2 separate regions of the Macaca mulatta genome follow, and region 2 is linked to region 1. The links are chromatin contacts, called in public Hi-C maps. All regions are on one chromosome and are shown on one strand. Each heading gives the region's core, a stretch centred on a gene start, on an enhancer-like site or on the middle of the called end of the contact. The rest is flanking DNA. Distances are from core to core; before and after follow the strand shown.

Evidence for each region. Hi-C and Micro-C count contacts between places; a contact is called where the count stands out from the background.
Region 2: a contact with region 1 is called in a Hi-C map of fetal cortex germinal zone, with 2.4 times the contacts expected there. The contact joins the promoter of SLC4A3 here to the promoter of TMEM198 in region 1. A contact is called at or near these places in 4 of 14 Hi-C or Micro-C datasets (CD4 T cells, blood, fetal cortex germinal zone and 1 more).

The regions. Positions count from the first base shown.
Region 1 is chr12:124,783,361-124,788,585 of T2T-MMU8v2.0, reverse strand. It overlaps TMEM198 (transmembrane protein 198), which reads right to left and starts at 3,010. Exons shown (of 5, transcript NM_001194308.2): 1 at 2,415-3,010; 2 at 1,898-2,102. The coding sequence starts at 2,063. CHPF (chondroitin polymerizing factor) reads left to right here and starts at 3,020. Exons shown (of 4, transcript NM_001261199.1): 1 at 3,020-3,567; 2 at 4,626-5,199. The coding sequence starts at 3,254.
Region 2 is chr12:124,878,178-124,883,402 of T2T-MMU8v2.0, reverse strand. It overlaps SLC4A3 (solute carrier family 4 member 3), which reads right to left and starts at 2,260. Exons shown (of 22, transcript XM_077957702.1): 1 at 2,147-2,260; 2 at 1,118-1,479; 3 at 463-740; 4 at 201-316. The coding sequence starts at 1,175.

The DNA of each region.
Region 1 (5,225 bases), core at 1,761-4,260:
AAAAAAAAGTTGAGAGGTGAGGGTCACACAGGTTCAGAAAGATGAGTTTTTGAGGGTCACAGGGCTTCAGAGATATGGCACCACTGAAAGGTTACAAAGAGGACAGAGAAGCAGAGTTATTGGGGAGTTGTCCTGGAAAATGAGGTATTTGTAGGTTAGGGAGATTGACAGAAATAGAATCATTGAGAGTATAAAATGATTTCCAAGAGAGAGGAACACTGAGACCAAAACAAGGAATTACTGGGATCACAGTATGGGGAGGGGTGATCAAATGATGAGGTTATAGGGATTAGAGAGGAGTAACCAGTGATCAAAGCTAGGAGTAATAGAGGGGGTCAGAGGGATGGAAGGTAATGACATAACTGGAGGTGAGGGGAGGTGGAGGTCACTAAGGCTTACATGAGGTCACACAGAATCAAAGAGAAGGAAATAGTGTTTGTGGAGTTTCAGAAATAAGGAGGTTATAGGGCCATTAGGCCCATTAGAGATACCTGAAAGGGTGAGGGAAGTGGAGATTCTGAATAGTTGGAAAGATGGAAATCAGAGGTGGGGGTCAAGGAGTCAGGGAGAGCCAAAGAGAAAGATAACAGAGGAGAGTCACTTCCAGGAGTAGGGGGAAGTATGAGAGTCCAGGAGGCTCTGTGAGCAGAGAGAGGAGTAGGGTGTGGACAAGGGCTCAGAGTCCATGAGCCTGGGAGTAGTGGTATCCAAGAGGGGTAGGATGTCAGGAAGCCCAGGAGAGGGAATATGAGGCCACATTGAGCAACATGCAGAGGGAGTGGGTACAGATATGGAGGGGGTGAGGTGATACAGAATCCTCAGAGGCCCAGAACGTGTCCTGAACCCTTGCGGGGGGCACTTCCTCCTGCCTACTCTTCAGTTGTTCAGCCCAGAGTTTGGGGGAGGAATGGGAGGGACCATCTGGCTCCCAACCCTGTCTACCCACCCACTGTAGGAGGAGGCTGCAGAACACAAGTCTTGCACTACCTCTGCCCAACCTGGAACCCCAGCCCCCAAGCCTCATTTGCCCCCCACAGGTCCCACTCACCTATAATTCTCCTCCCAGAGGCTTTCTTTGGGCCCCCAGCTTCAGAGCTCACTCTCCCCTCGGAAGTTCTGTAACTCTTGCTGCAGAGCCACTGGTCACTTACTCCCATTACAGTGGGCCACTAGCCCATATGGCACATTTATGCATATTCGAAAAAGGTGTGCCTTTCTCTAGGCAAAGCAGCTTTGTACCAAGGCCCAGATTTTGTCAGGCAGAGCATGAGCTGGACTTTAGCCCCCACTTGCCCACTCAGCTGAGTTCCCTTATTTAGTACCCATCCTGTACAAGTATTCACAGCAGCTCTGATTACCGGAGCCTGCCTTATAGGCTGGATGGATGTGTGTGACCACCATCCAGCCCGCTCTAATATGTATCCCAGGTGTAAATGCTCCAGGGAGTCTCCTCCCTGTCAGATGATATGCCCTATGGTAAGGGACCATGTGTAATGACCCTGCTAAGTGTTTTCAGTGCCTACCTAGCACAGTGACCCAAACACATCCTCACCACAATAGCTACTATCTATTGAATGCTTATTGATTCTTATAACACTACATGAGACAAATGTGATCATTGTTCAGATGAGAAAACTGAGGCGCAGACAGATTAATGTGCCCAAGACATCACAATTAGTAACTGCAAAGCTAAGTAAATTCAAACTCAGGTGTGCCTAATCCAAAAACCTGTGTTTCCTATAATATAGAGTCTAGACAATCTATAAATGTGTGGGATGAAAGAAAAGGAAGAATTATTCACAATGGTAGAGGGATTCAGAGAAGACTTGAGGGGCTCAGAAAAAGAACTCGGGAAAACACAGGGTAGCTCAGGTGAGGGATGAGATGGGGATCTCACCGAAGAAGCAGTAGACGACTCCAAACAAACAGCACATGATGCAGACGAGGGCCGGCAGTGCCTGGTACCTGCGCTCCAGGGGCTGTTCACAAGGGGCACCCCAGAAGGCATCATCTGGCTCAGGAGGCAGTAGCTGGAACCGCAGTGTTGCCACAGTCCCCGGCATAATGCTGGGAATAGAAGGGAGTCACCCTCCCAAGTTAACCTGACAGAGGGAAAGTTGGGGTCACAGAGGAGTCCTGGGTCCCCACCAGGATGGGGGTAGGAGAGGGATTGGGAGAACTCAGCAAGGACAGTGGACAAAGGAGTGGTATCCACATTTGTGCAGCTCTGGAAGCATCTCTGGAGTGGAGAGCAAAGACAAAGGGAAACAAAAGTGCCTGGCTAGAGGAGACTGGGATGAAGTTAAAAGAGGGACGGGAGTCAGGGGGGATGAGGGGAGTGTGCTGCCAGTGAGAAGAAGGCAGCCAAGAGATTCGTCTGTGGGCGGCTCAATATGGGATTGTCCAAGATTTACCTGGGCTGGAGGCGACCTGAGCTTCTGAGTGAAAGAGACTGTGTAGACGCCCGAGGGGCCGGGGTTGCGGGGCGCCACAGGCTCCAATTGACTGGGGTCCAGGGAAAGTCCGTCGTGCGAGGAAGGGGGCTGCTGGGCCGCAGAGACTGGTCTCGGCGCGGTGGCGGCGCCGCTCCACCTCCAACACCGGCTGGCACTCCAGTCCCGCGGCGTCCGGGAACTCGGTTTGGGCCTGGGGAAGGGGAAGGAGCAGGAGCCGGGGCTCGGGCCGCCCCAGAACCGCGGCCCCATGCCCTGAGCCCGCCCGCGGCCTTTGGTGCTGATGGACAGCTCCGGCCTCTGCTCCTGACGTCACTCAGGGCGCACCATCCAGGCAGGGGCGGGCTGCTTCTGACGTCACCCGGGACGCACCAACCACGCCGCGGGAGGCAGGGGACTCCGCCCCCGGCGTCTCCCTCTCCCGCACCGAGGTGGGGGCACTTCCGGGGGCCCTTCCCCTTTAACCTCCCCCTTCTCCTCCCTCTCCGGTAGCGGGAGCTCGAGACCCCACCCCGGGGGCGGGGCCCTTGCAGTGACACGTCGGACAGCTGCGGCCGCGGCTGAGGCTCTGGGGCCGAGCGCAAGAACCCTGCGCACCCTAGAGCAGCTGCTGGAGGGGAATCGAGGCGCGGCCCCGGGGATTCGACTCGGGTCGCTGGCTCTGCTCTGCGGGGAGGGAGCGGGCCCGCCCGCGGGACCCGAGCCCTCTGGATCCGCCCCCTCCCCGGTCCCGCCCCCTCGGAGCCTCCTCTGGCTGCTCTGGGGCTTCGCCAGGGCCGGGGACCCGCGGTCCGGGCGCCATGCGGGCATCGCTGCTGCTGTCGGTGCTGCGGCCCGCAGGGCCCGTGGCCGTGGGCATCTCCCTGGGCTTCACCCTGAGCCTGCTCAGCGTCACCTGGGTGGAGGAGCCGTGCGGCCCAGGCCCGCCCCAACCTGGAGACTCTGAGCTGCCGCCGCGCGGCAACACCAACGCGGCGCGACGGCCCAACTCAGTGCAGCCCGGAGCGGAGCGCGAGAAGCCCGGGACCGGCGCAGGCGCCGGGGAGAATTGGGAGCCGCGCGTCTTGCCCTACCATCCCGCACAGCCCGGCCAGGCCGCCAAAAAGGCCGTCAGGTAGTGATCGGCTGCGCCTGCTCCACCCACTGGGCAGCGGCTGGGACGCGCGCGGGGAAGCAGCCCGGGCCCGGGTCGGGCTCCGGAAGGAAGGGGCTGGCGAGCCAGGAAGTCTTTGGGCCCCGATAACTTCCGATGGCCCTGCCTTCCCCAAGAGTCGTGGGGCCAGTCCGAGGCTTTCTCTGGGCCCTATCCCGGCCTGGGCTGAACTTGCTGGCCTGTGTCCTAAACCGACTCGACCCGATGGCTCCCCAAAGATCCTACTAGCTCCCTGGCTGGGCTACTGGGGTTAGAGAAATGACTTGTATATAGGGTTGAGTGTACAGAAACAGGGAAAGAGAAAGGCGAGAACTAGGATTTACCTGGATCTCTTGTTCCTGAGTGGGTTACAAGGGCCACCTCAGGGTGAGCTGGGGGAGGGAGCGCCCATCCCATTAATGTATCTGCTGATGAGTTGAAATAATTTCTAAGTAACATTGGGTTCAAATGCTGGTTCTGCAATTTACCTTCTGCTTTAACAAAGGTAAGTTCCTGGAGCCCCTGAGTCCAGTTTGCCCCTCCCCGCAAAAACACTCAGTACACCCCTATGCCAAACGTTCCTTTATATCATTTATGTGAGGCATTTGTGGCAAAATGACATATTTATATAGAAATGAGTAGATACATGGTATGTCCAGCATTTGGCTGGACAGACAGATATAATCAGATATAATTAAACAGATATAATCAGTCTCATTTTACAGATGGCTCAGGTTAAATAACACGCTTAAGGACATAGCTACTAAGTAGCGAACCCTGGAGTCAGACCCACAATATCTCTCTCCTATCTGGGTGGGTGTTGCCATCTCACAAATGCAAAGAACTACCTGTGTAAGACCATTTCGTTTAAATCCTCATGACCCCTGGGAGAGAGGGTTTATTCTTATCCTATTCATAGGTGAGAACACAGATGCAGAGAAGACGCGACCTGCCAGAGTTTGTGCTGACCACCCCCTCCACCCCCCTCCACCCCCCACCCCGTTGTCTTTTTCATAACCTTGTGCCATCTCCTCCCCTAGGACCCGCTACATCAGCACGGAGCTGGGCATCAGGCAGAGGCTGCTGGTGGCGGTGCTGACCTCTCAGGCCACGCTGCCCACCCTGGGCGTGGCCGTGAACCGCACGCTGGGGCACCGGCTGGAGCGTGTGGTATTCCTGACGGGCGCACGGGGCCGCCGGGCCCCACCTGGCATGGCGGTGGTGACGCTGGGCGAGGAGCGACCCATCGGGCACCTGCACCTGGCGCTGCGCCACCTGCTGGAGCAGCACGGCGACGACTTTGACTGGTTCTTCCTGGTGCCTGACACCACCTACACCGAGGCGCACGGCCTGGCCCGCCTAACTGGCCACCTCAGCCTGGCCTCCGCCGCCCACCTGTACCTGGGCCGGCCCCAGGACTTCATCGGCGGAGAGCCCACCCCCGGCCGCTACTGCCATGGAGGCTTTGGGGTGCTGCTCTCGCGCATGCTGCTGCAGCAGCTGCGCCCCCACCTGGAAGGCTGCCGCAACGACATCGTCAGTGCGCGCCCTGACGAGTGGCTGGGTCGCTGCATTCTCGATGCCACCGGGGTGGGCTGCACTGGTGACCATGAGGTGGGATGATAAGCTATCCCGGCGAT
Region 2 (5,225 bases), core at 1,011-3,510, 96 kb before region 1:
TTTTTCTCTCCCCTTGTTCTCTCATCCTTGCAAATCACGAGGACAGAGAAGGATCCCCAACCCCCTCCCATACCCTGCTTCTCTTCTCTCAGGGTCAGAGCTGGGGACACTCCCCAGGGTCAGGAAGGAGGTGACTGCCAGGAGCTCGGGACCCTGCGGCTCTGGGCTGGGCCCTGCTGAGTAGAGGCTGCAGCCAGTACCTGCTGGAGTGCTGGGGGCTCTTGTCAGTGCGTGGGCCCACCGAGGGCAGGGGCTTGGTGACAGCAGCCCTCCCAGGGAGGCCTGGACTGTCATCCTCGTCACTTCCAATGGAGAACTGCAGACACAGAATATGCCCTGGGGCCCTGCCCCAACCCACCATGCAGCCCCCAACCCTACCCAGCCTCACACAAGCCCCAACATGGGCTCCTCCCCTCCTCTCTGCACCCCTGACCTGCCACCCCTCCAAAGGGAAGCCCCTACCTTTGCCTTCTGTGGGGTCCCTGAGGGTGGGGGTTCCACAGGTTCTGCCTCAGATTCTCCTTCCTCTTCCTCCTCTTCCTCCTCTTCCTCATCCACTCCAGCTCCCCCCTCCTCCTGGATGGGAGGGGTCCCCTCGGAGGGGGGAGCAGAGGTTTTCTCCTTCTTCCTCTTCCTCCTGGTGTGCCGGTCAGAGGTGGGGGGCAGCCGCCGCAGCTTGTGGGGTGGAGGCAGGCGCGCTGAGAGCGGGTGGTGGGTGTGGTGGGATGTGTGCCGGTGAACTGGGGGTGCAGGAGATCCAGTTGAGGCCCCCACAGCAGAAACGGGGGCCCTCCCCACCCAAGGGCACACACTTTCCAGCTCAAGGCCGCAAACAGGGGAACCCTAGTCCTTCCTCCAGGGCCATGACCCCCCAACACCTGTGTCCACATGCCTGTCATTGATGAGGTCTGGTGGAGTGGGAGGAGAGGGTGGATGGACAGGGAAGGTCATGAAGGGGGCTGGGAGGGGAGACGTGATACAGCAAGGAGGGGAAAGGCGGAGTTGGAGGAGTCGAGGTGGGACAAGGAGGGAGTGAGTGGGGCTGAAGGGGAAGAAGAAGGTCACCGTGGAAGGGCCCAGGCCCGACTCCCTAGATCTCCCCTGGTCTGGGGCCCACCTCCCCTGGCAGGCGGATAGGCGATGGGTGGGGGAGGCAGGATGACTGAACACGGCATGTGGCCCAGCACAGAGTCCAGCACAGTGTCCGGCACAGGATGGCACTGGGTGACCAAGCCGGAGGTGAGCGCGGTGATGGTGGCGATGAAGGTGATGGTGGCGAGGGCGGCCGCACTAGGGGTCCCCAGGCTACCCACACTCAAAGTCCCGCTCGCTGTAGCTGCGGCTGGGCTTCTCAGGGTCCCAGGCCGGGGGCTTGCTGATGAGGTCCCCAAACCTGCTCACAGCCAAGGTCTTCCCCAAGTCATCGTCCTCCTCCTCCACGTCTGGACTTAGAGGGGGCTCCTCCAAGGGCACCCGAACCTGCAGGCCCAGACAGCCTCTGCTAAGGACCCCTGACCCATGAAGGCCCCACACCCACCCCAACTCCAAGCCCTAGTTGGGGGACCTCAGCAGGCTCTCGCACCATCGGGCCCCCTCCCATTGCTCCCAGACCTGTGTCAGCATCCCAGAAACCACCCTCTCTGGGCTCCCAGAGCTTGTAAAGAGAGAGGGCTACCGATCTGGAAAATACCAAAAGCCCCCCTCTTTCTCCATAACCCCCAGCCCAGCTCATCCCTGGATCTGGGGGTGGGGTGGGTCCGTGGGTCTGCCAGAGGACGCCTCAGCCCACCCTAAGGCCCCTCCCCTCTCCTCCCCCATCTCTCCCCCGCCCCCGCGCACGCCGGTCACCTGGGGTAGGGGGGAGGCGCCCCCGGGCGGCGGGATCACTCCGTTGGCCATGGCCGGGTAGGCGGCTGGGGATGCTCTCACTCACTAAGGGACCCGAGACCCGGGTGAGAAGGAGGGGCCACTGAGGGGGCCTAGCGGGGAGCCCTGGGGGAGGAGGGCGGGGTCAGGTTCCTTGCGTTGGCGCCCCCCACCCGGGAGCCGGATCCACGCTCCCGGCCCAAGCGCCCCTCCGAGGCCCATCCACGCCCGGGACAGCCCGGGTCCCCCGCCCTGCCCGGCGCGCTCCGCCCCGCGGTACCTCGGGGCTCCGGAGCCTGCGAGGCCCAGGCGGGCCGCCGCGCCCCATGTCCCCCGCGCTCGCTCTGGAGCGCAGCCGCGACTCGCGTCCGGCCCCTCGCAACGCAGAGCCGGGCTGGCCGGGCGGACGCAGGCGCCGGAGCCCGCAGCCCGCGGCTCCACCTCCTCGCGCTCCGCTCCGCTCCGCACCTCCACCGCCGCCGCCGCCGGGCCGCACAATGGGAGCGGGCGGGCCGTGACTCACCCCGCCCCGGCCGGCGCGCCCCCCACGCGCGGGCCCCGCAGCACCCCACCTGCCCGCGCGCCCCTTCTCCAGGCGCCCCACGCATGGCTGGGGGCGGGGGCGCGGCCCGAAATTCCCACAATCCCCCAGATTCGCTCCCCCACCCTGCTTTTAACCTCCCCTCCCCTCCAGAGCCCAGGAAGCCACCCCCCTCCGCAGACACAGGCCCCTCCAGTCTTGGGAAAGGAGCTCACAGACCCCTGGAAGCACCCACCACCTCCCCTTTCAGTTCCACTACAGCCTTGCCCCTCAAAGTCCTGGCTTCTGTCGCCCGGCACCACCCAACGTTTGACCTTGACACAGTACCTCCCCCTCCTCCAGCCTCAGCTTCCCCAACTGTAGCAAGAGGGGCCTGCAACAGTGGTGTTCCAAAGTTCTCTCCACCTCTAAGATTTTATGGCTTCGTTTCCACATTTCCTCTCCCTTCTCCCCCCATCCCTGAGGTCACATCTCATTTTCCAAGGGCAAAAGGTCTTTCGAAGGAGCTTCTGGACCCCAATCGGCCCCTATCCTGGGATCAATGAAACTGAACTTCTACACAGTACCATGCCCATACAGCCCTGTGACCTTGGTACTTTACCCTGTCTGACCCCTGGCCTCATCTAGACCTCAGCTCAACCCAAGGAAAGATTTTCTGTGTGCATAGCCTTCCAAGGGGAAGGGAGCTAGGATCTGTTGGACGCCCATATTGTCTTGTGTGTGCTCACAGCCCTGTGCTAGCTAGGTAGGCCCTCTCCAGACTGACTGCCTTGTCTCAGGCATAATAATAAGAGGAGCTGTTATGATTCTCATTTGGTCAGCAGAGGACAGTGGAGACTCAGGGAGGCTCCTTACCTGCCATGATCACAGCTGGAAAGCAGGCTGCCGACAGGTTTGGGCATCATTATCCATGTATTGAAGGTGACTCTCCAAACCACAGACAAAAGTTTTAACTGAAAGAGATGTGCTGTCCTCCTAGGTCTCACAGGGTGAGTCCCAGGGTGGGAATTCCTAGGGTGGGAATCAGCTGTGCCTAGGCAGAGCATGTGAAGTGTGCCCCAAAACCCAGAATGGGAAGCCCAGCTGTTAAGGGTTGAATTGTATCTCCCAAAATTTATACGTTGAAGTCCTAACCCCTGGTACATGAGAGTGTGCCCTTATTTGGCAATAACATTCTTGCAGATGTTAAGATAAGGGTGAACTCCTCATCCATTATGACTGGTGTTCCTATGAAAAGGGGAAATTGGCCAGGGGCAGTGACTCACACCTGTAATCCCAGTACTTTGGGAGACCGAGGCAGGTGCATCACCTGAGGTCAGGAGTTCGAGACCAGCCTGGCCAACATGGTGAAACCCCATCTCTACTAAAAATTAGCTGGTGTGGTGGTGCATGCCTATAATCCCAGCTACTCAGGAGGCTGAGGCAGGAGAATTGCTTGAACCCAGGAGGCAGAGGTTGCAGTAAGCAGGGATTGTGCCAGTGCACTCCAGCCTGGGTGTCAGAGCAAGATTACATCTAAAAAATATATATATTACATATTATATATATTATATATATACACACACACGCATGTTTATATACAAGTAAAAAGGAGAAATTTGTACACAGAGACGTGCATTCAGGGAGAACACCTTGTGAAGACTGGAGTTATGCTGCCACAAGCCAAGGAACTACCAAAGCTGGGAGAGAGGCCTGGAACAGATCCCTACTGCCTTCAGAGGGAGCCTAGACCTGCAGACACCTCTGTGTCTGGCTTCTAGCCTCCAGATCCGTGAGACAGTAGATTTCCATTGTTTAAGCCACTTGGTTTATGATTCTGTGTTACAGTAGGCCTAGCAAACTAGAGCTATCCCAATTATTTATTCCTCTGAGCCAGGCAACGTGGTTCCAAGTCCCTACCTTGAATTTTGTTTTGGTAGGGCCTTCACGTCCTTAGAGATACTCCAGAGCCTTGGAATCTTTCCTAGGGCTCTGGTCTTCAATCCACCTCGACACTGTGTTCCCAATCCTGCTCCTCTAGCCGGTAAAGTCAGACAGCAGTTACTTTAATACTGAGACAGCCTGAGAAGGGTCTTGCCACTGGGAGCCCTGGTGTACATCCATGTACATCCTGCACGCCAAGATGCCATAAGGGTATCACAGGACTCATCCCTCTGAGGCTCCACCCACCCCAGGGAGTATGCTGAGCACAGGTCCTCATCTTTTGGGAGCCCCAGACCCCCATCCTTTCAGTTGGAGACTCCCGCACCCCACCCAGAGTCTGCAGCTTCATTCTCTACCCTTATAGACCTTCCTCTCTCCTCCACCCCTCTGAGATGATGGAGCAAAATCTCCCCTTGAAGAGCTTTTAGAAACCCATGTTTATCTCTTTCTTTCCAGGCTGGGGGCAGTAAGATGATGCTGACACCCACCAGTTGTTTCATACCAACTCATCCTATTAGACATAAACGCATGCTTTTGTTAGGCCCGCTCTCCTCTCTGACATCCTGCCTGCAGCGCACCTGTAATCGTCAGTCCCCTACAGTGTGTTCCTGATGGGGTCTTCATTTCTGTGACAAAAGAGCACTCCTTTCTTGCACAAATGATGGCCATTCTGGGTATGTGTCAGCTTCTAGCTTAGAGCCTGTAGACACTGAAATGGTGACAGGAAAGGTGACAGCAAAGGCTGAAGCCAGCAACAGGCCAGCTCTGAGCAGTAGCCAACTGTCACACCCTTCCCCACGGTCCAGTCTCACAGGAACGTCCCCACCCTGCATGCTGGCACCCCAGTACACTTGTCTGCACATGCAGCAGCACTACAGCCTGTCCCTTAAGTCCG